Regions from separate parts of the Mus musculus genome. Here regions 1, 2 and 4 are each linked to region 3. A link is a contact called in public Hi-C and HiChIP or PLAC-seq data. All regions are on one chromosome and are shown on one strand. The core of a region is the stretch at or near the end of the contact, and the rest is flanking DNA. Distances in the headings are between cores, read along the strand shown. Region 1 has its middle 99 kb from the start of Gm40173. Region 2 has its middle 100 kb from the start of Gm29771. Region 3 has its middle 18 kb from the start of Gm37041. Region 4 has its middle 72 kb from the start of Gm40173.

Region 1 (6,102 bases), core at 1,700-4,199, 380 kb after region 3:
GGCCACAAAAATCACATAGATTTATGAAAGCAGTAGCCCAGTGTTTGGAACCAACTTTCTGTGGTAGTTACTTTTCTCATAGAAGTGAGAGAATACATAACAAATGCAATATAAAAGAGGATAGGTTTAATTAGACTCACAGTTTTGAGGGAACAATTCATCATGTTAGAGAAGTCATGGTGTGAAGTGGAAGGACAGCACCATAAGAGGCAGTGGAGATATTGGCATAACTTGTTGATCTCCTACAAGATGAAGAAGTAGAAAATGAGGCAAGATGCAGACTTCATCTTCAAATTCTCATCCTCCAGGCATTCCTTTTTGTGTCAGCCATGCTCCCTGCCCCACATCTTCACAAGTTCGCCAAAAGGCACTGGCAGCTACTGACTAAGTATTGAAACCCACTAACCTATGGAAGACAATTCACATTCAAATGACAATAGTATTTCTTCAGTGTTTTCCTCACACTCTTTATATAAATCTGAAACAGGATTTAACAACTACTTGTTTGGGTACAATAACCATAATAATTAAACTTCTCTGGTACCAAATGACTATCTGCCATTAATCAAATCTTACATCACAATGACTACCTGCCTGATAAACAACTTAATTTTTTTGTTTGTTTGGTTTTTGTTTTTGTTTTTATTGTTGTTGTTGTTTTGAGACAGGGTTTCTCTGTATAGCCCTGAGTGTCCTGAAACTCAGTTTGTAGACCAGGCTGGGCTCAAACTAGAAATCCACCTGCCTCTGCCTCCCAAGTGCTGGGATTGAAGGCGAGCACCACCACCACTCAGCTGATAAACAACTTAAGGGAAAGAAATATTTACTTTGGTCCATGGCTTTAATGATTTCAGTTCATCATGGTGGAGAGAACAAGACAGAGTTGAGTAATTCACATGAGAATACATAGGAAGGAAAGATAGAGAAAGGAGAGAGGGGAAGAGAGGGAAAAGGGGAAAAATGGGGAGAGAGAGAGGAGGGAAGAGAGAGAGAGAGGAGAAAGTGGAGAAAGGGGGAGAGAGAGGAGAGAAAGTATGGAGAGAAAGAAGATGCTGAGAGCAAAAATGAGAGAGAATGCCTGTCTGTGCTAAGGTTCTTATCCTTTAAGCCTTTCTCTTCATTGTACCCTACAGCCTAGGGGATGGTGCTTCCCACATTCTGGGTATGTCTTTCCCTCTTAGATAGTTCTCTCTGCAAGTATCCTTTTAGACATACCTAAAGTTATGCTCTACTGAGATTGACATGTCTCTAACCAATAGGCTGACATTTGTGAATAACTGGCAGAGAATTGTCATACAAGAATTAACATATTTGAACTGTAGTTCAAATATCAATAACTAGTCAATTGTATAATTTTGACAAAACTATTTCACCACTCTACACACTTTCCGTTTTTATCTGATCGCACTTTCCATTCCATATTCAGTCCTGTGGGAAAATAGAGGTTTTCTTGTGTCTTAACTGCTATTATCTTCCCTTCCTGCTGCCAGCCCAAAAGAGGGAACACTGATAAGAAAGCAATGATAATGCAGGGATCTCAAAAACACAGACTCCAGTTCTGTGTAGGACACTCTTTATGACAAACTCATTATAATAGATCTATGCCTTCCTCTACATTCCATTTTCAATATTGTTCTGGTGTATGTTTTGAGGTTAAAAGGTAGGATTTGGGATCACTCCCCAGCAAAAGTTCAAAAATTAAAGTCACATCGAAGCCCAATGAAAATTAACTGGAGCAGGAACTTGAAGCCAGCATCAGGACCACATGAAAATTCTCTTGACTTTTATGTAGACTGGCACCAACCAAGTATGCCAAGTGCAGTATGCCAAGTGCAGACCTACTAAGAAAACTGCAGTTTTGCTTCTAATATCATTATCTATTGAGTACTCGGTATTCAAGTAACATGGAGAGCTGGCAGCTAAATCAAGTCTGGAGTGCTGAGGCCCAGGGTTTAGCACTAGATTTCCAGTGTTGCCACTAAACTCAGGGAAGGTACGGGGTCTGAATGAGATACAGGAAATGTTTTGCTGGTTTTCTTCTTTTCACAAGTTTTGTCTTCTTGAGGCCCTGGCAAGAGCTATCTATGAGAACAATGCTACGCCTGGCATTTCCCATCAGTCTCTCATTCCCTACTGTTACATCTCTTTCCAGTGTCCCTGATCTTCTTAAGAAGGAATTGAGTTCCTTAGTGCTTTCTTTCATTCTTCCAACTAAGAGACTTACGCAGCCCAGGGGCCACCATAAGTCTCAGTGCTATTGAGCAAACAATGTTTGATGATGCTTTCCTCTATCATTGATCGATATTCCTTTTTCTTTCTATTTGCTTATTCATATTTTGCTTAGTTTCCTTTTGAGATTAGTACTCGGTATCACTCAGAATAGCTTTCAATTTTTGCTTACTTTCCTGAGACAGCCACAAAGAACTAGGGATAGAAAACACAGGCCACCATGGCTAGTGGAGTGGAGACTAAGTATCAAAGGCTTTGTTTCCTCGCACACCTATTCTGAAGCAGATATAATGAAGGACAAGCTTCTTCTAAGATGATAATCTTTTGCAGATATTATATTGCTGGGGAGAATGTCTGAAGTTAAAACAGGGCTCAAAGCAAGGTGTGTCCATTCAGGATTTCAGCTGTATTCTAATGAGAACAAGAAACATATTTAGGCCAAAGAAATAATCAGTGACTTGTTGAATAAATAAAAAGAAGAACAAATGACTGAAGGATGTTTCCTGGTGGGATGATTTAAAAGAATTCCTTAGGCTATTGGAAAATGATATTTCTGGGCTCAACTCTGCTTTAGAAACTAAAAACCTTAACCTATCTTCTGCATATCTTTGTTTCCTAAGAATGCCTGTGGGAACTTTAGAAATTTACCACATACCAGGATGGTGGAGGGGAGTGAGTCACTGACCTTGGGTGACACCTGGAATTTGACCTTCAGACTAAAGTATGCCTTTCTACTACAATGTTTCAGTTTTATAGGGCTTGTATGCATTTAGGGCTTTAAGGCAGGAATTCTCTGAGGCTTCAGACATAAATTAAAGCCATATAGTGTCAGCTTCAATAAAGGTCCCTGTTTTTTAAAATTTTTGACTTTCACTTGGAAAGACAAGATTGTGCTGGGAGGTGGCTTTTTGATCGCTCTCAACATTTTTCCGGTCATTCTCAACTCCCTTTCAAAAGAACCTCCCAACAGAATTACATGAATACCATGCCCCCAAGGTGAATGCACTGTTTGGAACAACAAAATATTGATTTCCCATTCTGTTGCTTCCATTTAATTTAAACCAAAACGCAAGAAGGAGAAAGGGTTGGTGAGTGTGTAGTGGTATAACCCCTTTCAGTGATCCTTAAAACCTTCACACATTGCCAGGGTTGAATTTTGTTGACAGATATTTATTTCAATCACATTTTCTCCTTACATATCTCTCCAAAGCCGTCTTTTTCTTCTGTTTTCTTTTTTATTTATTTTATTTTATTTTTTAAAAGAAAGCTGAAGTCTTTCTTAAAGCCAGGCATTTTTAGCCTAGGGTGATTCCAAGAACTGATGCAGTGAACATTAAATCCTAGCCGTTTGCCCAATTCAGTCTCATTCATCATAGTAGGTTTAATTCTTAGGTCTTACTTCAAAATAGCCTCTAAAGTTACTGGCTGCTCTGTAGATGTGAGAAAAAAAAGCAGCTTTCTACCACCTCCAGCAATGTGTACTTTTGTCTTTGTGGTCCCATGATTGCTGCTCTAGGTCAAGAACACTCAGGCTTCCTCTTGAAGCACTGTTCCAGCCACTTTGCATAGCTGGTATCTTCCCAAAGACTTCCTGACCCACATTCCTCCTCATTTTCAACACTCAAAAGCATGTTCCTAGGTTATACTCCTCTTTTAACATTGAAAATGAAACAAACTGGTTACTGTGATTTTTTTTTTTTTTTTTTTTTTTTTTATCTCTTAGTGGTTGTAGGACTCACTATCTGATTCCTTTAGATCTGAAGATACGGGCTGTCTTTCTCCAGTTTTATTATTTTACTTGTTTATTGAATAATATAGCCTTCTTTCTTAATATTGATTTCTAAGATTTTTAATACCCCTTTGCTGATCCTTAAAATTGTATTCTTAATTCAATTATAACTCCTCCATACCAGACGGTTAAATATTCAATATGTATCATTATATTAACAATTTGGTAAGGTTGCTTGTACTGTTATATGTTACTAGTCAAAACGTAAGGAATCAGAAAAGTTCACAAACTTAGCTTATTATGGGGCCAACAAGTAGAAACCTAACTTAGGACACTGATCTTGACTTCCAAAGCCTGTCTTTTAATCTCTACACAACTCTATATGTCATCAATGGATGGCTATTTGGGGAAATAATATTCACAAATAGAAAGAGAAAACATCATTGCTTTAAAAAGTGTGACAATGGTCATCAAGAACAGGAAAATCTATTTGTATTTCAAACTGTAACACATTACATTGGTATAAATATAGTCCACGCCTAAGGAAGCCTTCAGAGCTGGGCTGCTGAAGAGGACAGGTGAAACCAGGGACTAGGTTTTCTGAGGGTCTTTATTTTCATTCAGTTTGTTTATTTGTGACTTTCTAATATACTCTCATTTGTTTATTTTGCAGTACTAGAGATTGTGTGTAGTGCCTTTCACATGTTCTTCCACTGAGCCATGTCCACAGCCCAAGCTATGGTCTTTATAAGCCATAGAAGGAAGGGTCAACTGCATGTACTATTCGCCTAGCTTCTGGAGGTGTGCTGACAGAAGAGGCTTGCTCATGAGCTTGAACGGTGCTACAGCTCATGAATTTTCCCACCTCATTTAAGTAGGTTTCTTAGTGTTCATGTATTCGTTTTTAGGACTTTTGGCTGGCCAGCATCCTTCTTGGTTTATGCCTAGTCTTTACTTGGTATAAGTAATTGCATAAGAGAAAGCTCTATTCCCCTGGCAATTCACTTAAATGCACAGAAATGACTCTTATTGCTCCTAAGTTATTTGGCTTGGATAATCTGTCTATACCCTAATGCCCAGGACCGGCCTCAGTTGGCCTCCTTCCATCTGAGGAAGAAATCAGGGTCCCGGACAGGTGGGCAAGGAGTTGGTGTGGAGGGGTGACAGAAAGACATGGATACAAGGGAGTGTGCTGTATCTGAATGTAATCTGTCAAATTGAGCATCAAACTTTTAATACAAAAGAAAAGAGGGAAGTTAGGTGACACATCAGCAAGGTACAATGAGGTTACCGGATACTTAATGGCTCTTACACAAAAGAGAGGAATACAAACATAAAGACCGGCAGGAACTGGGCAATAAAACAACTGAGACAAACTCAGTTCTCTTTAAGGTCAGCCATATTCTTAGAAGCCAGGTTTGAGGTCTTTACACTCCTGAGGCAAGGACTTTCACACCCAAGCCATGGTTCTAATTAGAGAGTTCCGCTCTAGCTAACCTTCTCATGAATAATGCAATATTCTAGTTCCTCCTCAAACCACAGCCTGATCTACTTCCTAAACCATTGCAAATTCCTGTATATGTGAGTGATTGTGTGTGGGGACTTTCTACTAATACGTTATGTAGTCTGCCATATATAACTATAATAAGAATTCTAAACTTACTTTGCTAAGCTTGCCCGAGATTTCTAACTCTATATAGTAGATAGTAATGCCTGATTTCTCTCACTATCTCTTTTACAATACTAGAGGCAATTCTGAATGTTACTGAATAGACAACATTCTTACTGAATTCCAAGCCCAGGGCTACAACTGTGTGAAAGAGAGCACACAGATCCATTCACAAGGACATTATTGAAGCATTCTTTATATGGGATGCCACGGTTCCAGGAGACTAGTTTCCATGAACTTTTCACCTCGGGACTGTGTCCAGGTTTCTAGACCTGTCATGTGAGTCACTACTGGAGTAGGTGTAGCACCCTAACCCTATCCTTCTCACCCACTGGAGATAGTGCACACATATTTTAATTTACTTCAGAATCACACTGAGATCTGGCTGGTGTGAGTTACACTGACAATTCATATGGCAGGGAGGGTAGGAAGGGAAAAAGGAGCCACATTCACCACTGCCTTAGTCAGGGTTTCT
Region 2 (6,436 bases), core at 2,108-4,607, 450 kb before region 3:
CCTTAAATTCTAGTATAGGAAAAAGCCATCTGAAACAAAGTATAATGAACTTAGATATAAATAAGAGTTGTATGTGAGGAAGTTTATCAAGTGTTTATTTGTAGCATGGACTGATGGGAGGGCCTGACTCTAATTCCCAGGTGCCCTGGCTCTGAAGACATTATGTATTGGTCCTAGGCAACTGGTTTAGCACACTGCAAAACTTAATGTCCACTACTGTAGATTAGGGGCAGGCAGCAGAATGAGGCAAAAATTTCTGGGTTTTGTAGTTTTATCTTTAACATGGATGAGAAGTGTGTAATGCTATTGCTGTAAGGCTGGGTTCAAATCCTACTCTATCACTTTCCCAGAGCAGCTCCTTGGAAAGGCACTTAGTGAGTGCCTTACCTCTGTTTTCCTCATCTGTAAAATGGGGTGATGGTTGGCGTGCCCACAGGGGTTCTGGGAAGATCTATTTGTACACCTGTGTACTCAGTAAGCTATAGTTTTGTTTTTATTCTCTCTGATGAGGAGCCTCGAAAAGAAGCTGTTCCCCAGGGTCAGACTTTCTAGTTTATTAAATCAACACCTTTATTGACTTGTCGTAGTTTTTAGAAAGTTATTTTTATTATGTGGCTTCACAGTAGATTCTGATTATATGTTGTATTTAAAACTGATTCTCACACAGCTTCAACTTAATGACTTGTAACGCTGAAAACTGCATTCTCATTGATTGTGCTGTGCCTGGTGTTGATTCTTTCTGTCTCTGCTACCGATATGATGATTTTTCTGTCCTCACATCAATAACACTAGGAATGGCCTTCTATCGCCAGATACCTTTTCATTTTGAGGTTTAAGTGGCAAGTGAGTGACTGTCTGTGTTCCGTGATCATCTTTTCTAGCATCTTTTCATTTCCAACACAGTTTTGCTATTGGTTTTCATTATGAGGAAACGGAGAGCGATTTGAAAGGCCCCATTTCTGCATTCAACGGCTGGTGCTGTCGGTCAGCTGCTCAGTTGTCTTATCACTGATAGGGACATTGGTGGAACTGTTTAGCTGAACTCTCAGTGAGTCTGTTTACATTATTTTTATATAAAATCATTAATTGATAGTAGGTTTTTTTCCCAACAGAACAGTAACCTTGATGTATAACATCTTCAAGTGAGTCCTGGGAACAAAGGCAGAGCTGAAGTTGAAGTAATAATCCAAATCTTTCTGATAATCTTCCTTACATAGTGGAAGCTATACTGGACTCAGAAATTTCTTGGATGTGCACTGTGAATGCATTAAGCAAGCCTCTAGCATGCATAAGACATCAAAAAGCTATGTGTATATGTATATGTATATGATGTATATGTATATGATGTATATGATGTATATGTAGTATATGTAGTATATGTAGTATATGTAGTATATGTAGTATATGTAGTATATGTAGTATATGTAGTATATGTAGTATATGTAGTATATGTATATGTATATGTATATGTATATGTATATGTATATGTATATGTATATGTATATACTCTAGAAGTAAAATGTGTGTGCCCTGGAGACAGGAGGCTGCACTTGAGTTGTTTTTTAAATTAGTCTGTGTAAATGTCTGGTGAAAGGAGAATTCCACAAGGCTCTGGGATTCCCCCTTCTCTTGGTGCATGAAATTCATATAGTAGTGGAGAGTTATACAACATCATTGTTGAATAAGAACAAACTTTTACTTTCATATTGTCATCATGAAACATTTACTACCTGTATCCCATGCAACACAAAAACATACCCAAGCATTTTGCCATGGTTATGTGCTTGAAGATGTGATATTTGGGTGTCGTAACATTTCCCAAATTTCCCAGCCTCTATTATTTTAGAGAGCTGATGTAAGACACCGAGACAGAGGAGATGGCTCAACATGAGGACTAGAAACCCATAGGGACCAAGTGGGGGTGGTGGACTGTCTCTAAGTCTAGCCTTAGAAGAAGGCAAGAGAGGATCTCAGAGCAAGATGGTCTGTAAGACGAGCCATGCTGAGGGCTTGATTTTGATTGAGAGATTTAGCTTCAGTGAAGGAGATGGAAAAGCTGTGGAAGATGATTTCCAAAGCCAGAGCTGGGCTTCCACACACATATACACAAATGTGCTCTCTCTCTCTCTCTCTCTCTCTCTCTCTCTCTCTCTCTCTCTCTCTCTCTCTCTCTCCCTCCCTCTCTCTCTCTCACACACACAACATGCAACTCATACATATAAGCATGCACACACATGAGGAAGGGAGGGAGGGAGGGAGGGAGGGAGGGAGGGAGAGGAATGTAAAAACACAACCTAGTGGGGATAGATTTTGACTTAGGGAGAGAACATGTTACTTGCGCACAATTTCTTTCCTGACAATGAAGCATGTAGACCTGTTTGATTTGTGCTCGTCTAAAAGCAAGGGGCAAAGGGGCCTCTTTGTGGTTGTACAACCACGAACAGTTATACCGTGTTTCATCCGGAATGGTGTCTTCTAAGAAAGCTTTTCCTCGGAGTTTATAGCCATTGTGCTTAACAAAAATTTGCTAATTACAAGTTTTCTTTGGTAAGAAGAAAATGTCTCCTTTTCAGACCTTATTATATATCTATAGATGCGTTACTAAATGCTTAATAACCATTTCTGCCCATGATATGCATGTTTTCTCTCTCTCTCGCTCCTTTCTCTCTCTTTTTCTGACAAAATCCTTATTTAAGTGTTTGCTGATTTATATCGTGTTTATTAGACTCCTACCATGACAGATTTTGTCTGACAGAATTATGGTATTGAACATAGAGTTGGTGGACACTGTACACAGCTAATTCTGGCAAGCTGGTCCCAGCTGTTTCCAGCTCAGCACTGCTCCTGAAATGAAAACTGATTATCACAAAAGGTTTTGGGCTTCTACTTATGCTTATCCAGTAACAATTTCTTGCTCTGTAATGGATCAGTTTTTTCCCCCCTATGAAATAAAGTGGACGAAGCACTTAGGAGCCTTGCTAAGGCTCCACCTTTCGGCGATCGTTTCTCCAAGACCACGCGGTTAGGGCCTTTCCCGCGCCTCCCTTTATTTGGTACTCGGTTTATTACAAAATGGAGTTTCCTGGAGTCTATAAATGAACACATTGGCGTGTATACTCCCATTGGCTTCGAGTCACATCAATTTAGAAACCCAGAATTATTTCAGGCACTACTAGCTGTTCTAAGGTTAGCAATTAGCATTTTTAATGTGTGCAAACGGCACCGAGAATGCGGTATCCAAACAGACTGTTTCTCTTAACAAAAAAACCCGCTTTTGAAAAAGTTGGAAAAAACAAACTCCACCGGCAGTCAAGTCGAACAGTGCTCCTCCTTCGCCAACAGAGAGCAGCATACGCTTACGTTACAGAAAGGCCTGCCTATGGCGCATCCCTCAGAAAGCGCTTGAAGCCCCACGGACACGCCTGTTAAGAACCCATTTCTTTACCTGCTCTGAACTTGATGGAGGAGGCGCTGTGATTAATTAGGGGTACATTAAGGCTGTTGATAAGGCATCCTATAGCCATCGAATTTTGTCTTTAGATATTTTCTGTGCACACTACGTCTCTCCACTAGGTTTTCACTTCTGGTTTGCATTTACGAGTTTCTAAAAATTGACATTGTTTTGCTTGTCAGAAATGGCTTTCAACGGGACACATTTTCTCCATCTGGTATAACAAAGTTTAGGGGGTGGGGGTGGGGCAGTAAAAAAGGAAGAGTTTTAAACGTGAGAATGATGGCTTTTAATTTTTTATCTTGTTTTAAAACAAATGACTGTATATAATATCCCATTTTTGGAAAACAATGTAACTGGAAATCTTAAGATGATTTCGATACTGTATTAATTTCTTTTCTGTTATTGGGATAAAATACCCTAATGGAAACCACTTATGGGATGAAGAGTTTATTTGGGCTTACAGTTCCATATCACATCCCTTGGAAGACACGGCAACAGGCAGGAAAGACCAGGCTGCGTGGGGGAACGGGAACCTGGAACAGGAAGCTGTCCAATCACACAGTGCAGGACGCCGGAAGCACAGGGACAATAGCAAATGGGAGGCCAGGCATTGAAATCTTGACCCCGCCTCTGCAGATGACATCCTTCTTCTAGCAAGTTTCTATTACCTTTCCAAATAGAACTGCTGGCTCGGGCCCAAGTGTGCAAACACGAACCTGTGGCATGTTTCCTATTCAGACCATAATGAGCATTGCTAATGTAAGGCTGATTTTGAATATAAACAACAGACACACAGAGACAAAGTTCGGAGCTGAGACGGAAGGACTCAGAGACTGCCCCACCTGGGGATCCATCCCATAAACAACCACCAAACCCAGACATTATTGCATATACTAACAAGATTTAGGTTACAGGACCCTGATATAGCTAGCTCTCTCTTGTGAGGCTATGCCAGTGCCTGGCAAATAAAGAAGTGGATGCTCACAGCCATCTACTGGATGGAACACAGGGCCCCCAATGGAGGAGCTAGAGAAAGTACCCAAGGAGCTGAAGGGGTCTGCAACCCTATTGGAGGAATATGAACTAACCAGTTCCCCCAGAGCTTGTGTCTCTAGCTGCATATATAGCAGAGGATGGCCTAGTCGGTCATCAGTGGGAGGAGAGGTCCTTGGTCTTGCAAAGATTATATGCTCCAGTACAGGGGAATGCCAGGGCCTGGAAGCTGGAGTGGGTAGGTTGGGGAACAGGATGGGGGGAAGGTACTGGGAACTGTCAGAGGAAACTAGGAAAGGGGATAGCATTTGAAATGTAAATGAAAAAATATGTAATAACAAAACAAAACAAACAAACAAACAAACAAAAAAAAACCGGACACTGGAATAAAATGGCAATGCCGAGACTTGGCATGGATTCTGAACTTTTGAACAATTAATTATAATTAACTCTAATTAGCAATTTTGCTGGATTTTGTACATTAATATTAGGGAAAGCATTTTCACTTAAGGGTTTCATGTTCTAATAAAATGCAACGTCTTTAGGTTGTAGGGACGAAATATTAAACCCATATTATTTCTAGACAACAGCAGGAAGGAGTTGCTTGCAATGCATTTCAGTTCAAACTGGGTAAGGTCAGATCTTAAAAAAAAACGTCAGTAAGGAATGACTCACCACACTTTCTATGGATTTGTAAATTCATTAGTTTGACATGGGAGGAGGTCATGAGGGAGGGAAAAGAAGAAGGAGGAGGAGGAGGAGGAGGAGGAGGAAAAAACTCCTGATTAAAAATATGTGTAATCTGCATTTAGAAAAACGTTGTGTAATTTTAAATGTAGAGAGGGCAGAGTGTAGTTGAAATACATGTAACTAAATTATATCAATTAAGATGTATTTTTAAAGGTGTTAGTAGAAGTTTCTGTGCAAACTGTAGTCTACTTCCCAGAGTTTGTGTTGAAAGGTATGCATTAAGAATGTCCATCCAGATTGGTGAGGTGGCTCAGTGGGCAAAGTCCTTGCTGCACTAGTGTGATAAACTTGGTTTGAATCCCCAGACATATAATTTAAAAAGCCAGGGGGCAGAAATGTGTAAGGGCAGTAGTTCTAGGAGTAGGTGGGAGGTGAAGAGTGGGGAATCCCTAGAGGCCTAAGACAGCTTGCCTGGAAAATGTAGCAAACGACGGAGACCGTGTTCAACAAAGCCGAGACAGAGGTCAAGGCTGTTCTTTCACCTCTACGTGCACATGGTGGCATCTGTGAGTCTGCGCTCACATAGAGGAACATGTACACACATACACACACAGAATCAGAGATAAAAAGGCCAGTGTACCAAAGAGACATTTACTCTGGGCTCTCTAACAGCCTGGGGCTCTACATCCTCTTATATTTACCATTCTAAACATAAAAATGGTAACTAGGACCCTAAGCTGTTTTCCATTTTAATATATTTATCTCAGACTATAACAAATTTTATATCTTCAGTGATTCTCTCACATTCTCTAATCTACCAGCAATCAGTCCACCCAAGTATTAATGTAGCACAAAGCAGAAGTCACCTGTTTCTGTGAATCCCAAAAGTCCAGGAGAAGAAATCCCAGAGTCATAGAGGCACTGGGGTGGTTCAAGATGGCCTGTCAAGGAGTCTAGGCAGGCCCGTGAGGCTAGCACAGGAAGTCTCTAAAGATGGCTCATATGAGGATGAAGGGCGAAAGAAGAGACTAACCTGGGACTTTCAAAGCCATGGTATGGGCTCTAGATGTTGAGGAAATGCTAGCAGATGGTATTTTTCAGTTGGTTCTTTGAGGCAAGACTAAAGATTAGTAAGTGGAATGGATAAAGCAAATTGTCTGATTTAGAATATTTATACCTTCATTAAACATGATATGACTATATGACTAAGATATCTTTAAGACTCGATTTCATTTGATACAGAGTTAATCGCAAAAGGCCAAGAAATAAAGAAAATTGGTGATCGAGCCAGGTTGTTGA
Region 3 (6,060 bases), core at 1,752-4,251:
AAGAACTCAGATCACAAAAATGAGAGGTTTAAACTCAGATTTCTTTTTCTGTTTTTCAAACTAGAAGAATGGAGCAGAGATCTAACTGCTTTCATTTACCCCTTCCTGATTCCTTAATTTATGTAAAACCTTTGTTAGGCAGGCTGCAGCCTTTAGTATTGTAGCTCTCCACTCTCAGTGGAAGTCAAATTGGCATGAATTACTAATTGCTTCGACTTTGAACCATTCATTGCTTTGTCCAGATAGAGTATCATCACGAAATTTTTCAAATAGAATATTGAAAGTTAAAGACAAAACAGTGAGTTTGGTTGTAGATATATTAAAATTTCAGCTTCAATCAATGTGAATAAGAATGGTTCTCCATGTGTTCATGCATGTGTGTGTGAGTGTGTGTGTGTTTGTGTGTGTGTTGGTGTGTGTGTGTGTGTGTGTGAGCGTGTGTGTGAGCGTGTGTGTGTGTGAGTGTGTGTGTGACTGTGGGTGCTAGTATGTCTATGTGTCTGTGATTGTGATTTTGTGTGCATGAGTGTGTGTTTAAATGTGGGACAAACACAATTGGACTAAGACAGGCAGGGCAGCACAAATACTCCATTGTTTGCCTTTGTTGACAGAGTGGCTGGAGATACAGGGGCTAGAGTGCTGACTGAGGAAGACATTTTGCAGAAATAGATGAGAAAACTACCCACAACTACCATTTTTTTCTCCCTGGCTTATATTTGTTTCTCTGCATCTTAGGCAAGAATAATTTTAAAAGCTCTCTCTCTCTCTCTCTCTCTCTCTCTCTCACGCGCGCGCGCGCACACACACACACACACACACACACACACACACACTCACAAGTAGCACGAAGGTGAATCACAGAGTCACAGATATAAATGAGAATGTTCTTAAAACATTTACAAAAAACGAGCCGTTCCTCGATCCCCCTCATCTCCATGCATACATCCTCAATTAAAACAATGCCCCTGATAGCAGGCAGTATAATCTGCATTTTATTTCACTCATGAGCAAAATAACAAGTTACTCAGGCCTGCGGCACTCATGAGTGATATGGGGCGTGTAATATCCTTTCCATTGAGTTTCCTATTATTAAGCTTGAAATAAGGAGTTCAGAATTAACTGTGACAATGATTTTATCTAGTGTTGGCATCACCATTAGCTTTTGCAGTTTACTGCTAATAAAAGTTTAAATTTGCTATTACTTCTAATAACCTTCTTGCCACCTTAGCTGTAGGAATTAGACAAAGAACCCTGCTGATGTGTGGCTAGTGACATTTTCCGAAAGTGTGGAAAACTATGATGACAACAGTGACTGTTATTTACCCAAGTGTAATAAAGCCAGGCCCCGCTGGCCTTGGGCAGCCTAATGCAAAGCACCTGCTCTTAGGGTGCAGCAGGGGCCATAAAAGAACAAAGCAGAAGACGCAGGTTTCCCACAATGCCATCCCAAGCCTCGGGGATCTATTTCCTAGCAATCCAGTAGATCCTAAAATAGGAAAAACAAACAAACAAATCAAAACAAACAAACAAACAAAAACACCCACCCCCAACAAAAAACAAACCAATCTGGGACATGGCCTACGGGAAAGAGTGGAATATCTAAGTCATTCATTGTCTGGTTAACGGGCATGTTCATATTCACTTAAAGCATCAAGAGTGGGTCATTCTGTTTGACCATTCCACCAAATCCTTAGTGTCCTTCACTGGAACCATCCTCTGAGACACTGGACATTGCTCTTTCCCCCACTTTGGCTGTGTGGGGATAAATTCCCACAATTCATTTCCCTGTGAGTGCTTTTGTGCCCCATGCCCATAGTCTCGGCAGAGGTCTATCTGATAGCCTTGTCCCATTAAAACAAAACAAAACAAAACCCTAATAGTGTATATAAATGAGACAATGGGATTCAGAATACAGAGAAATACAGTGAGCCCAAACCATGTTTAAAGTATTTACTCTTAATTAAACAGAATTATCAGGTTGGCCTTAGGAAAGCACACGTTCGGTCATGCTGTGGTCTGGCTCTGGTGTATGACCTTCTCCATAGGCACATGTTCACTGTGAGTCAGGCCCTGTCAGTGGATGTTTTGTTGTGTATTCACTGGTTCTCTGGGGTTGTTTGTCTAATTCCTCAAAGCGGGGGTAACAAAGCAAAGTTGCTGCCAGTTAAAAGCACACTCTTGGAAATGATGCTGTTCTGCTTTAATTAGTATTTCTTTCCTCAATATCTTCTTATATTTTCAATATTGAATTGCATGAAAAGACAACTGTATAAGAAGAAAGAAGTCTGTTTCCCAACCTGGGCACTCTCCAGGGCATCTTCAGTTTGCCCACAAGTGAGAAATTAACACCTGGCTGTAGAACTCTGAGCAAGACTAGCCTGTACGAGTTCCAGGAAGCTGGAGAGCACAGAGACTGAACTCTGAACAACTTGTTTAGGAGAGGAGGCCCAGGCTGCTCCCAGCCTTACCAGGGCAGCTGGTGCTGCAGCATCTGAGACCTGTTGTTCCTCTCCTCCCTTCTTCAGGCCTGGCTGCTTGCTGGAGGACCGTAATCACTTCCTGGTGGGTGCTAGGCATGCACACACCTTTCCTCCCTCCTCTTGGGTCTTTATCTTAGTTCAATACTTTAAACTAGGATTCTATTGCTCATCCGTAGGATGAGATCAGTGAGATAAGTCGTTCAGGTGCCAACGGTGGTCTACCTAAGCAGCAGGGAAGGTGTGACGTGGAAGATGCCCACAGGACTGCATGAAAATGAGGCATATGGACCCCAGCAGGAGATCAAACGGTATGCTCATGTGATGACCTTCTTGGTGACCCAGGAAGTATCCCTTATGGCTCTGGTTAAGTTTCACTATTCCCTCTCATGTCTAGGAAATGCAATCTCGCATTCGGAGCCAGAAAGCAATGGCATCTTTCCCTTAATGAGTCAGGATCGCATTCCTTATGAATGTGAGTGATTCTTCTCACATCTGGAATTCATCTGTTTAACCACAAAATGTCGGTTAGGAAAGAAAGAATTCAGCGGAGAAAGTGATAGTCAAGGCCAGCCCATGTGAGTTGACTGGAAATCTGGTTAAAGAGAAAAAAAGATGACTAAAAATCAGGTGAAAGCTACTGCTGGCTATCTAATGAGAAGCGAGGCAAGCCAAGGCGAAACACCATTGCCAGCCCCCTCCCTGACGAGTGATTCCATACATTAAGGATACCCACGCTAAACAGTTGTCTTCAGTCTAAGCATGATGCCTCTCTCTCTCAACTCCTCCCCACTCTTTTATTAGTAAAAGAGTTTTAAATGTATTTTTGCTTGTGTGTGTCGGCTTTCTGGATGTGGACTGTGATACAGAGTCTAGAAGAGGGTGTTCTCAGATCTCCTGGAGCTAGAGTTACAGGCAGTTGAAACTGTCCAAAGTTGGTGGTGCTTGGAACCAAACTCCAGTCTCTGTTGAGAGCAACCAGTGCTCTTAACCATTGAGCCATCTCTTATGCTCTTACTTGAAATTTTTGACGTGTCCTGGGGATGGAAACCAGGAGCCCTCACAGTGCATAGGTTATTTCTGTGACTGGCTTGAGGGATGGGCAAGGAGAGCAAGGCCCTCTCTCAACACTGGACTTTGATCCTTCTCAGGTGTATAAATTGTGGACCACAGTTTTTTAGAGTACCCTTGTTTGAACAGCATTAGATTACACTCAGAGTTATTAGCAGTGCAGTAGTCAAGAGCATGTAGAATTAGTGATATTATTTTTGCAATTAATACTGCTGTCTTAATTTTCATATGTTTGTTAGATTTTATTGATTAAGGTAACTCCAAATGCTATGTGTTTTGCTGAACTTCTTCTTCTTCTTAAACTGACAAAACTTCTCTAAACTCATTATTTGCTCCATAAAACAGACAGAAACTGTAGATATTTGTTTCTGGATAAATTGTTTGCTATCCTGTTAACTATAATACTGGGATTCTTCATCTCTCAATTGCTGAAAGCTAACAATAAACAATAAGGTGTCTTCTGTTGCACACAAACAGCCTTCAGTCTGTTAATTGGGGCTAATGAGAGGGAAATTGAACTTTACCCTGCCTCTTTTGTTGTTTCTCTAAATGGTAGGCTGATGGCACTTAGAATTATTGGCTTCTCAACCCCTCACTCTTGTTCTTTTCATTATCTACTGGGACTATACTTTCACTGTCAATGTCAGCCTATGAGATCAGTAGGGAAGCAACTGTGATCATGACACACACACGTGGGACATCAGCTTAAGGGGGGTTCATACAGCCGCTGCCTCTTGGGGAAACTTTAGCGTAAGGGAGGGAGTCCTAGATAATTAAATAGGAGTCACCTGTCCTCTGTTATTTAAAAGTATTTTTCTCCTTAAAAGACAGCAGAGGTTGCTGTTGCATTTTCCACTTATTAACAATATGGGGTGTCTTGCTCTTCTCATCAGCCCTGTGGAATGGGCAGCCTTAGCATGTGAAATGGAGCCCAGCTGCAGAAGGAACAGGAGGGAAGGGGAAACAGACAGTTGAAGTTAGACAGCTTTGAACTTGATTTCTGCTCCAAAGTTTCTTTTGTTTATTCATGCATGCTGCCATGGACCTCTGTGCTTTACGTTTCCTTCTTTAATTTATGGAATGATAAAAGACTCAGTGAGGCCAGGAGTCACCTGTTTGGCTGAGAGAGCTCAGGATTCATTCATTCACAAAACTCTCTCAAAATCTGCTGTGTACCATATGGGATAATTTTTTTTTTTTTTTTAAGAACTGCAACACTAACCAGTAGCTATACAGGGTCTCCAAAAAGTTTGATAGAGTTATAATATAAACAACAGAAAACAAAACAATGGGATTCCACTGGCTTCTAGGTAATCAACAAAGTGATTGCTGGGCACAGAGCAAGGCAGGACTTCAGATCAGAATGGAGAAAGGCAGCTTGGAGAAAGAGGCATTGCGGCGATCCAGGAAAGGGGCAAATCACCAGATTGGAATAATAAATGAAATCAAGAGAGAAATATTCAGGAGACAAATGAGTAATGGCTGTTGGTACAAAGAATCACAACATATAACATGTGCTGGAGAAAATGGGCCCCACAGTAACAATACAAGTAGTTGCTAGGGAGAGAGAGAGAGAGGTTCAAGATCATAACTAGAAAAGGATAGGGACTTCACAGAGAGATCAACAGAGATGACTAACCTGGACCCTGTGGGTTCCCAGAGACCGAAACCCCCAAACAAAGAGCATACACGGGTTGGACCTAGTGCCCCTTGCACATATGTAGTGGATATGCAGCTAGGTCTTCATGTGAGTCCCCAGGAATTGGAGTGAGGGCTGTCCCTAAAGCTATTTTCTGTCTGTGGATTGGCTACCTTGTATGGCCTCAGTGGGAAAGGATGCCCCTAGCCCTGAAGAGACTTGATGTGTCAGGGTGGGGAGATACCCTTCTCAGAGGAGAAGGGGAGAGGGAATGGGGAGAGTGACTATATGAGGATGTGGGGGACCAGGAGTAGGGCAGTGGCAGGGGTTTAAAGTGAGTAAATAAATAAATTAATAGGAAAAAACATAGGTAGAAAAGGGCTAGAAATAGATTCAAATGATTTCCTAAGTTGGAATCCTACCTTTATTATCAATGTCTTTTTATAAAATTACTAATTTATTTTTGATGTGTGTGTGTGTGTGTGTGTGTGTGTGTGTGTGTGTGTGTGTGTGTGTAAATGTATGTGGATCACCTGCATTCTGTGCCTACAGAGGTCACAAAAGAGCAGTAGGATTCCCATGATCTGAAGTTACAGAAGGCTTTGAGCTACCATAGGGATTTTGACAACTAAACCTGAGATCTCTGGATAATCACTCAGTGTTCTATTTTTTTTTCAGTTCATGCTCTTAACTACTATGCAAAATACCCAGTCCTTAATCTCACAGTCCTATCTCAGTTTAGTATTTGTGTATGTGTATGCACTCCTGGTATATATGTATACCTATGTATATGCATGTGTGTATGTGTGCACATGGCCATACATTGAAATGAGTCCTCCACATATATGCTCACTACTCTACAGCTGTCTTGCC
Region 4 (6,346 bases), core at 3,640-6,139, 410 kb after region 3:
GGGTAAAAGTATGTGGTTAAACCTGGGAGGGGGGCAGCATTTCATGGGCATATGTCACCCTTCATATTACCACCAGCAGAAACGACTACAGAAAGCGGCCCATTAGTTTTTCCTTAATAGACTGTTTTGCTTCCCTCCCACTGCCACACCCTTGGGATTTGTTGACACTACTTCAGTGTAGATTTTGGTGGATAGTTTCAATAATTAGTTGCATAACCCAAAGCTGACATTTTCCCTGTCACTTTAGTATATGCCACATATTATAAAATTTTATTTTTAAGGTTACTTTTTACAACATGAGCGATTCTAAAAGGCAGCTTTGTAAATATAATATACTTCATATTTTTCTAAGATGTGCCTTTGTTACACAAATTAGCATGTCAAGACAATCTATTCAATGTAACTTCATCATGCTCTGTGGAGGACCAACGAAAGAAAGCTAACAGCTCCCAGTAGGAGGCTGCAGTATGTCTAACTCACACCTAAGGCAATAGCCGATTCATAAGGGAGTTCTCGGAAAATATGTGCCCTGAACGGTACAACTTCAGATGAGAACTGGATAGAAGTCCTCACTGACGTAAGAAAAAAAGGGAAAAAAATTCCCACTGAGCACAGAAGGAAGACATAGTTCTTAGGCAATAACAACAATTATTTTACAATAATGCCATCATACAGTAGAATCTTGGCACTGAGCAAGAAAGAGTTAACATCAAGCACAGATATAAGATACCATCTAGATAAAAACAGAAGAAAAAAAGCCTGCATATAACAAATAGTTGCTGTGTATTGCTTTTACTATGCTTAGGTATGGGTCTGTAATTCCTGATCTTTCCAAGACTTTTATCATGAAGGGGTGTTGGATTTTGTCAAATGCTTTCTCAGCATTTAATGAAATGATCATATGTTTTTTTTTTCCTTTGAGTTTGTTTATATAGTGTATTACGTTGATGGATTTCCATATGTTGAACCATCCCTGCATCCCTGGAATGAAGTCTACTTGATCATAATGGTTGATTGTTTTGATGAGTTCTTGGATTTGGTTTTCGAGAATTTTATTGAATATTTTTGCATCAATATTCATAAGGGGATCTGACCCAGCAATACCACTCCTGGGCATATGCCCAGAAGATGATCCAACATATAATAAGGACACATGCTCCACTATATTCATAGCAGCCTTATTTATAATAGCCAGAAGCTGGAAAGAACTTGGATGTTGCTCAAAAGAGGGATGGATACAGAAAATGTAGTACGTTTATACAATGGAGCGCTATGCAGCTATTAAAAACAATGAAGTCATAAAATTTATAAGCAAATGGATGGAACTAGAAAATAACATCCTGAGTGAGGTAGCCCAATCACAAAAGAACACACATGGTATCCACTCACTGATAAGTGGATATTAGCCCAGAAGTTGGGAATACCCAAGATACAGTTCTCAAAACACATGAAACTCAAGAAGATCTAAGTGTGGATACTTCAGTCCTTCTTAGAAGTGGGAAAAATACCCATAGAAGGAGTTACAGAGACAAAGTGTGGAACAGAGACCGAAGGAATGACCATCCAGAGATCTCCTCACCTGGGGATCTATCCCATATATAATCACCAAACCCAGATACTATTGTGGATGCCAACAAGTCATTGCTGACAGAAGCCTGTTATAGCTGTCTCCTGAGAGGCTCTACCAGTGCCTGACAAATACAGAGGTGGGTGCTTGCAGCCGACCATTGGACTGAGCACAGGGTTCCCAATGGAGGAGCTAGATAAAGTACCTAAGGAACTGAAGCGCTTTGCAGCCCCATAGGAGGAACAACAATATGAACTAACCTGTAACCCCAGAGCTCCCAGGGACTAAACCACCAGCCAAAGAGAACACATAGAGAGACCCATGGCTCCAGCCTCATATGTAGCAGAGGATGGCCTTGTCGGACATTAATAGGAGGAGAGGCCCTTGGTCCTGTGAAGGTTCTATGCTCCAGTGTAGGGGAATGCCAGGACCAGGAAGCAGGGTGGGTGGGTTGGTGAGCGGGGGGGGGGGGGGATAGGTGATTTTTGGAGGGGAAATGAGTGAGGAAAGGGGATAACATTTTAAATGTAAATAAAGAAAATATCTAAGAGAGAGAGAGAGAGAGAGAATGCTTGTATGGGATATTTCTTAAAGCTGGAAGGAAATTGGACTTCGGTAGATTTTAGTTCTCTCTGAGTGTTTTGTGAAAGGCTGAAGCCTGAGGAGTTTGGATTATCTTTCCTGAGAAGCAAGGTTCAAGTACAGCAATATATACATTGTGTTTCCTGTCTTAAAGACCATAATGAAAATAGAAAGAGTAGGACTTGGGGAGGCAAATAATGTCCAGCTAAGAGTTTCCTTAGCTGTGCCATTTAGGCAAGGACTCATTGCTGAGAGACAAGACCCAGAAATGAAGTTTCATTTGAACGTCTAAGAGAATAGAAAAATGGAAACGTGTTGTGTGAAGTCAATGGATAATGGGAGTTTTCCCCCAATTAAAAATGTTCTATGTCATCAATACAAATGTCTGTGGGAATGAAAAATACAAAACAATAAACCCAAATCTACCCAAGTAATGTCATTTCACAAATGGGTGATGAACTGTCACTATGTGTAACATACAGTGTCACATAGCAGATGAATCTGCGTGAAAGACAGTGTTCTTATTCTTAAAGAGGTTTGGAATTAGAGACAAAGAAACTAGGACAATAATCTCACCCACAAGTTTATTCACAAGATCAAGGTTTTATGAGAGCCTACGGCCAATGTTTCTAACCTAGCTTGGGAGTTAAGAATTTTTCCAACACGAATTTCCATTTGACCTGATGTGAATAGTAAATAAGCCTAATGATGGAACAGAGGGCATGGTGACCACACAGCTGGGGATACAGAATTGCTATAAAAGGGAGCTGTGAGCCAGAGACTGTATTAACATGTATTAAGGATGCATCCTTACAATCAGGATCAGGAGATGGCTTGTTTGGTAAAATACTTGTTGCACTAGTATAGCCCTCAGTTTGATCTTCAGAGCCCACGGAGGAGGGAGGTGTCTCCAGACAGCCTTGCCTAATAGGATAGAAAATGGTACCAAGAGCATAGAAAGTAGACTCTAGTAGCAGTCCTTGGTGCAAAAAATAGTGGACTGGTTTTCAGGAGACTGAGGTAAGAGATCATACAGGCTGGGACACATGCTAGTAAAGGCAAGGCAGTGAGAAGGGGATGTTTTAATTTCCTTCTCTATAAAATAGTGAGTTACAAAAGGCTTTAAGCAGACAAAGTGACATGAAGAAACTCAATACCCACTTATGAAAGTCAAACTGGCTGTGGATTCATGAATGGAACACAGAAGAAAAGAGATCAGAGGCAGTGAATACTAGAAATAGCTTGAAGGAGAAGCCAAAAGACTTCGTTCTGAAGGAGGCATTTTTCATAACTTAAGTCTTTCTGAAAGCTGAAGATGCTCATTCCTAAAAAGATATTTTTTTCTTGGATCTATAGCTTAATTGAACACATTTAAACAGCCCAATCTCAATGTCCTGTTAACTCTAGAGACTCAAAAGAATCAATGAATTAAAAGAAGGATTTCCTTTGAAGACATTTGATACCCAGTAGTATTGTGAATAAGAAAATAAAATGATAAACAGAAATCAATCCTAATGGCACAAACAGACCTATAATCTTAGCACTCAAGAACATGACCCAGAAAGATAAAGGAGAGGTTACAAAGAGATGAACACTGAGGAATTGAAGCTCATATATTCAATGGATATTAAAGGCAACTGACCATGTGCTGGAAAGAAGTCTTTTTGAGATGAAGTAATTTAGACCTCAGTGTGTAGTTCACTGGTAGAGCATGCCTGCCATTAACATTTGCAAGAATATAGATTTAATACCCAGCACACACAACAATGATGATAATGATGGTGATGGTGATAGAAAGAAATAGAGAAAAGTAGAAGAAAAAGAAAGAAGAAAGGGAGAAAGAGAAAGAAGAGAGAGAAGAAGAAGAAGGAAGGAAGAAAGGAAGGAAGGAAGGAAGGAAGGAAGGAAGGAAGGAAGGAAGGAAGGAAGGAACTCATCAACATTTCCTTTTCCTCTTTCACAATTTTCTCCACATGCTTAATGTCATAAGAAGAATCATATCAACCGTAGACTTATTTCCTCTGTGTTTGGCCATCTCATGGTGCTCATAGGTGCACTAATCAATAAAATACCTATGAGGAAGTCAACAGTTCAATTGTTTCTCTATCAGAACATAGTCCTTGAAGTTTTACATAGATCTCACTTCCTTTGCTTCTGTAAGAAGGCCATTCCTGAGATTCCTTGCATAACATCACTCAGTAGTTGCTCCCTCTGCCTCCTACATTGTTACTTGCCCTTTTTTTTTCTAGATCTCTGAAATTGGTTCCATATGGAGCTGTGTCTGATTCATAAAGCAACTCCGCCTCACATTCTCTGGCTTCCCATTGCTAAATTATACTTGTCTTTTAAATTGTTTCTGAGGTTACAATTAAAGTTGGTTGTTTTCCCCCCTCTCGTTTTCCTAACAGAACAAGTTTCAAATGGGAAGATACCTTTGTCTCCATTTTCTTCTTTTTAATTCCATTGCCAATGGTTAATGCTACTTAGTAGGCAATATGGTAGCCTTGCTCATACTGACTATAAAATACCAGAGTAAGACAGTAATAGTGGCTTGTTGGACATGGAGAATGTCAAGTGACACATGGGTGTCGAAACCCTAAAAGAAACAAAGGACAGAAAGCCAGCAGTCTGATTTCCTCTGTGCTACACAAAGATACTGCAACACACATGCAAGACTGTGGAATTCTAGCCGCCACTAAAGACCAAGTTCATGTGACATCACTGGTTGGATTGCAAGCCAACGTCCTTGGGAGTGTTGGCCTCCTTCCAACAAGAATCAACCGCAGTTCAGCAAGCTCTAGATCTGCCCTGCTTGTGCAGTCCACAGCTTTGAGCATTTATCTGCACTGTGCAGTCACTGGTGTAATCTTGCCCAAGTTGAAGAGTCAATGTTTGATTCTGTGCATTTGCTGGATTACCATTATAGGCAGGTTGGTGCTTGGTGTTTGTGTAAACCCTTATACATATGAAGAAGGAAAGAAAAAGAAATCAGGGACGGTCAGGGTGATGAACACACTGTCATAAATGCTACATTTTAGCCCTGTTATTCTACCTTTCCCTTTGGATGTCATGTGCAAGTTCAAGGTCCTTTAAACACCTTTTGTTCACAGGCCACCTGAACTGTAGACAGTGAGTGCTCCCAAAGTCTAACTCAGCGAATCACAAACTGTTTCAGCTTTGATGCTCTGCTGTTTTGCAGGTGTGCTTAGGAAAGCTTGTTATCGATGCTATATTGCAGATGTGAAGAAATTCCCTACAAGTGTATAATGATAACCCATTAATAAATAATAAGATTAAGAATTAGAATCATCTATCAGTTATACAATACACAAAATAATGATGAGTACAATTAAACTAAAATTTGAAGATCCCTTCTTATAGTAACTATTATCAAAACTTGAAATATGTATTTCAAAAAAACCTTTCAATAACGGTTGGCTTTCATGTCTTATATGATGAAGTACCTGGTAGATAGCTATATAAAAATAATGCTGGGCTCTTTTGAGTTTTAACTATTAGTTTGAAAGAATAATATATGGAGTATGTATGTTTGAGCCTTTTACATTGTGATATTTCTAAATTTTCTCCTATTTAGACAAAAATATTTAATTCTTTATGATCATAAGTTTTCATGGACCATGTTAATTCCACTTTAAAATCCATATTCTAGTAAATTATTCTTGACACATGTTTAGCTCTTTCTAGTTTTTCTCAATGATTTTATTCAGAATCTTCACACATGACTCATGTTAGGTAAATAATTAAAAGCTAGCCCTTTGTTATTTTATATTTTAGCTAGATTAAAGAACTAATGTGTTGTTATAGCATGCAGCCTATGACAATCCACATTACTATTTTTATAAAGGCATTACAATATCTCTTATAAAGACAACATGAATGAAAGAATGCATGCAAAGTATTTTGTAGGACATCTCTCCTCATAAAAATAAGTGGGAAACTCTTTGTTAACAGTAGGGATTTTATTAGATTTTTCAAATTCACCCTGATGGCTTTTCTTTAATCAGTCACATATTAACACCAATGAGTCCTATAGAGAAGACTGTTAGAAAGATGGCTGAAATGCAACTTCTGCTGAGGTGTTCCCCCGCAGAGTTGGAAGCAAACACCTCTGCTCTCCTGACTGTGACAGCACACTGATCTTTGTGAGTAGGTGGGAAGGAACTTGAGTTGGGGTAG

What was found. HiChIP or PLAC-seq counts read pairs in DNA pulled down with a chosen protein or histone mark. A called contact is a pair of places that touch in the nucleus more often than the background predicts.
Region 1: a CTCF HiChIP or PLAC-seq map of the NIH/3T3 cell line shows a contact between it and region 3, with 12 read pairs. The contact joins two enhancer-like sites. A contact is called at or near these places in 1 of 15 datasets of contacts at CTCF or cohesin (the NIH/3T3 cell line) and 1 of 115 datasets of contacts at active chromatin or transcription factors (the NIH/3T3 cell line).
Region 2: a contact with region 3 is called in a Hi-C map of tail fibroblasts, with 2.7 times the contacts expected there. The contact joins two enhancer-like sites. A contact is called at or near these places in 2 of 484 Hi-C or Micro-C datasets (adipose-derived mesenchymal stem cells and tail fibroblasts) and 2 of 115 datasets of contacts at active chromatin or transcription factors (the NIH/3T3 cell line and fibro-adipogenic progenitors).
Region 4: a contact with region 3 is called in a CTCF HiChIP or PLAC-seq map of the NIH/3T3 cell line, with 9 read pairs. The contact joins two enhancer-like sites.

What each region holds. Positions count from the first base shown.
Region 1 is chr3:147,821,777-147,827,878 of GRCm38.p6, forward strand. No RefSeq gene overlaps it. Among named protein-coding and RNA genes, the nearest start is that of Gm40173, 99 kb to the right of the region's middle. Within about 2 kb of position 2,950, at least 18 of the 459 cell types and tissues checked have an H3K27ac peak or open chromatin away from gene starts, as enhancers often do. A contact at or near this core is called in the NIH/3T3 cell line, where this site is marked.
Region 2 is chr3:146,991,209-146,997,644 of GRCm38.p6, forward strand. No RefSeq gene overlaps it. Among named protein-coding and RNA genes, the nearest start is that of Gm29771, 100 kb to the right of the region's middle. Within about 2 kb of position 3,358, at least 20 of the 459 cell types and tissues checked have an H3K27ac peak or open chromatin away from gene starts, as enhancers often do. A contact at or near this core is called in tail fibroblasts, where this site is marked.
Region 3 is chr3:147,443,195-147,449,254 of GRCm38.p6, forward strand. No RefSeq gene overlaps it. Among named protein-coding and RNA genes, the nearest start is that of Gm37041, 18 kb to the left of the region's middle. Within about 2 kb of position 3,002, at least 49 of the 459 cell types and tissues checked have an H3K27ac peak or open chromatin away from gene starts, as enhancers often do. A contact at or near this core is called in the NIH/3T3 cell line and tail fibroblasts, where this site is marked.
Region 4 is chr3:147,848,647-147,854,992 of GRCm38.p6, forward strand. No RefSeq gene overlaps it. Among named protein-coding and RNA genes, the nearest start is that of Gm40173, 72 kb to the right of the region's middle. Within about 2 kb of position 4,890, at least 37 of the 459 cell types and tissues checked have an H3K27ac peak or open chromatin away from gene starts, as enhancers often do. A contact at or near this core is called in the NIH/3T3 cell line, where this site is marked.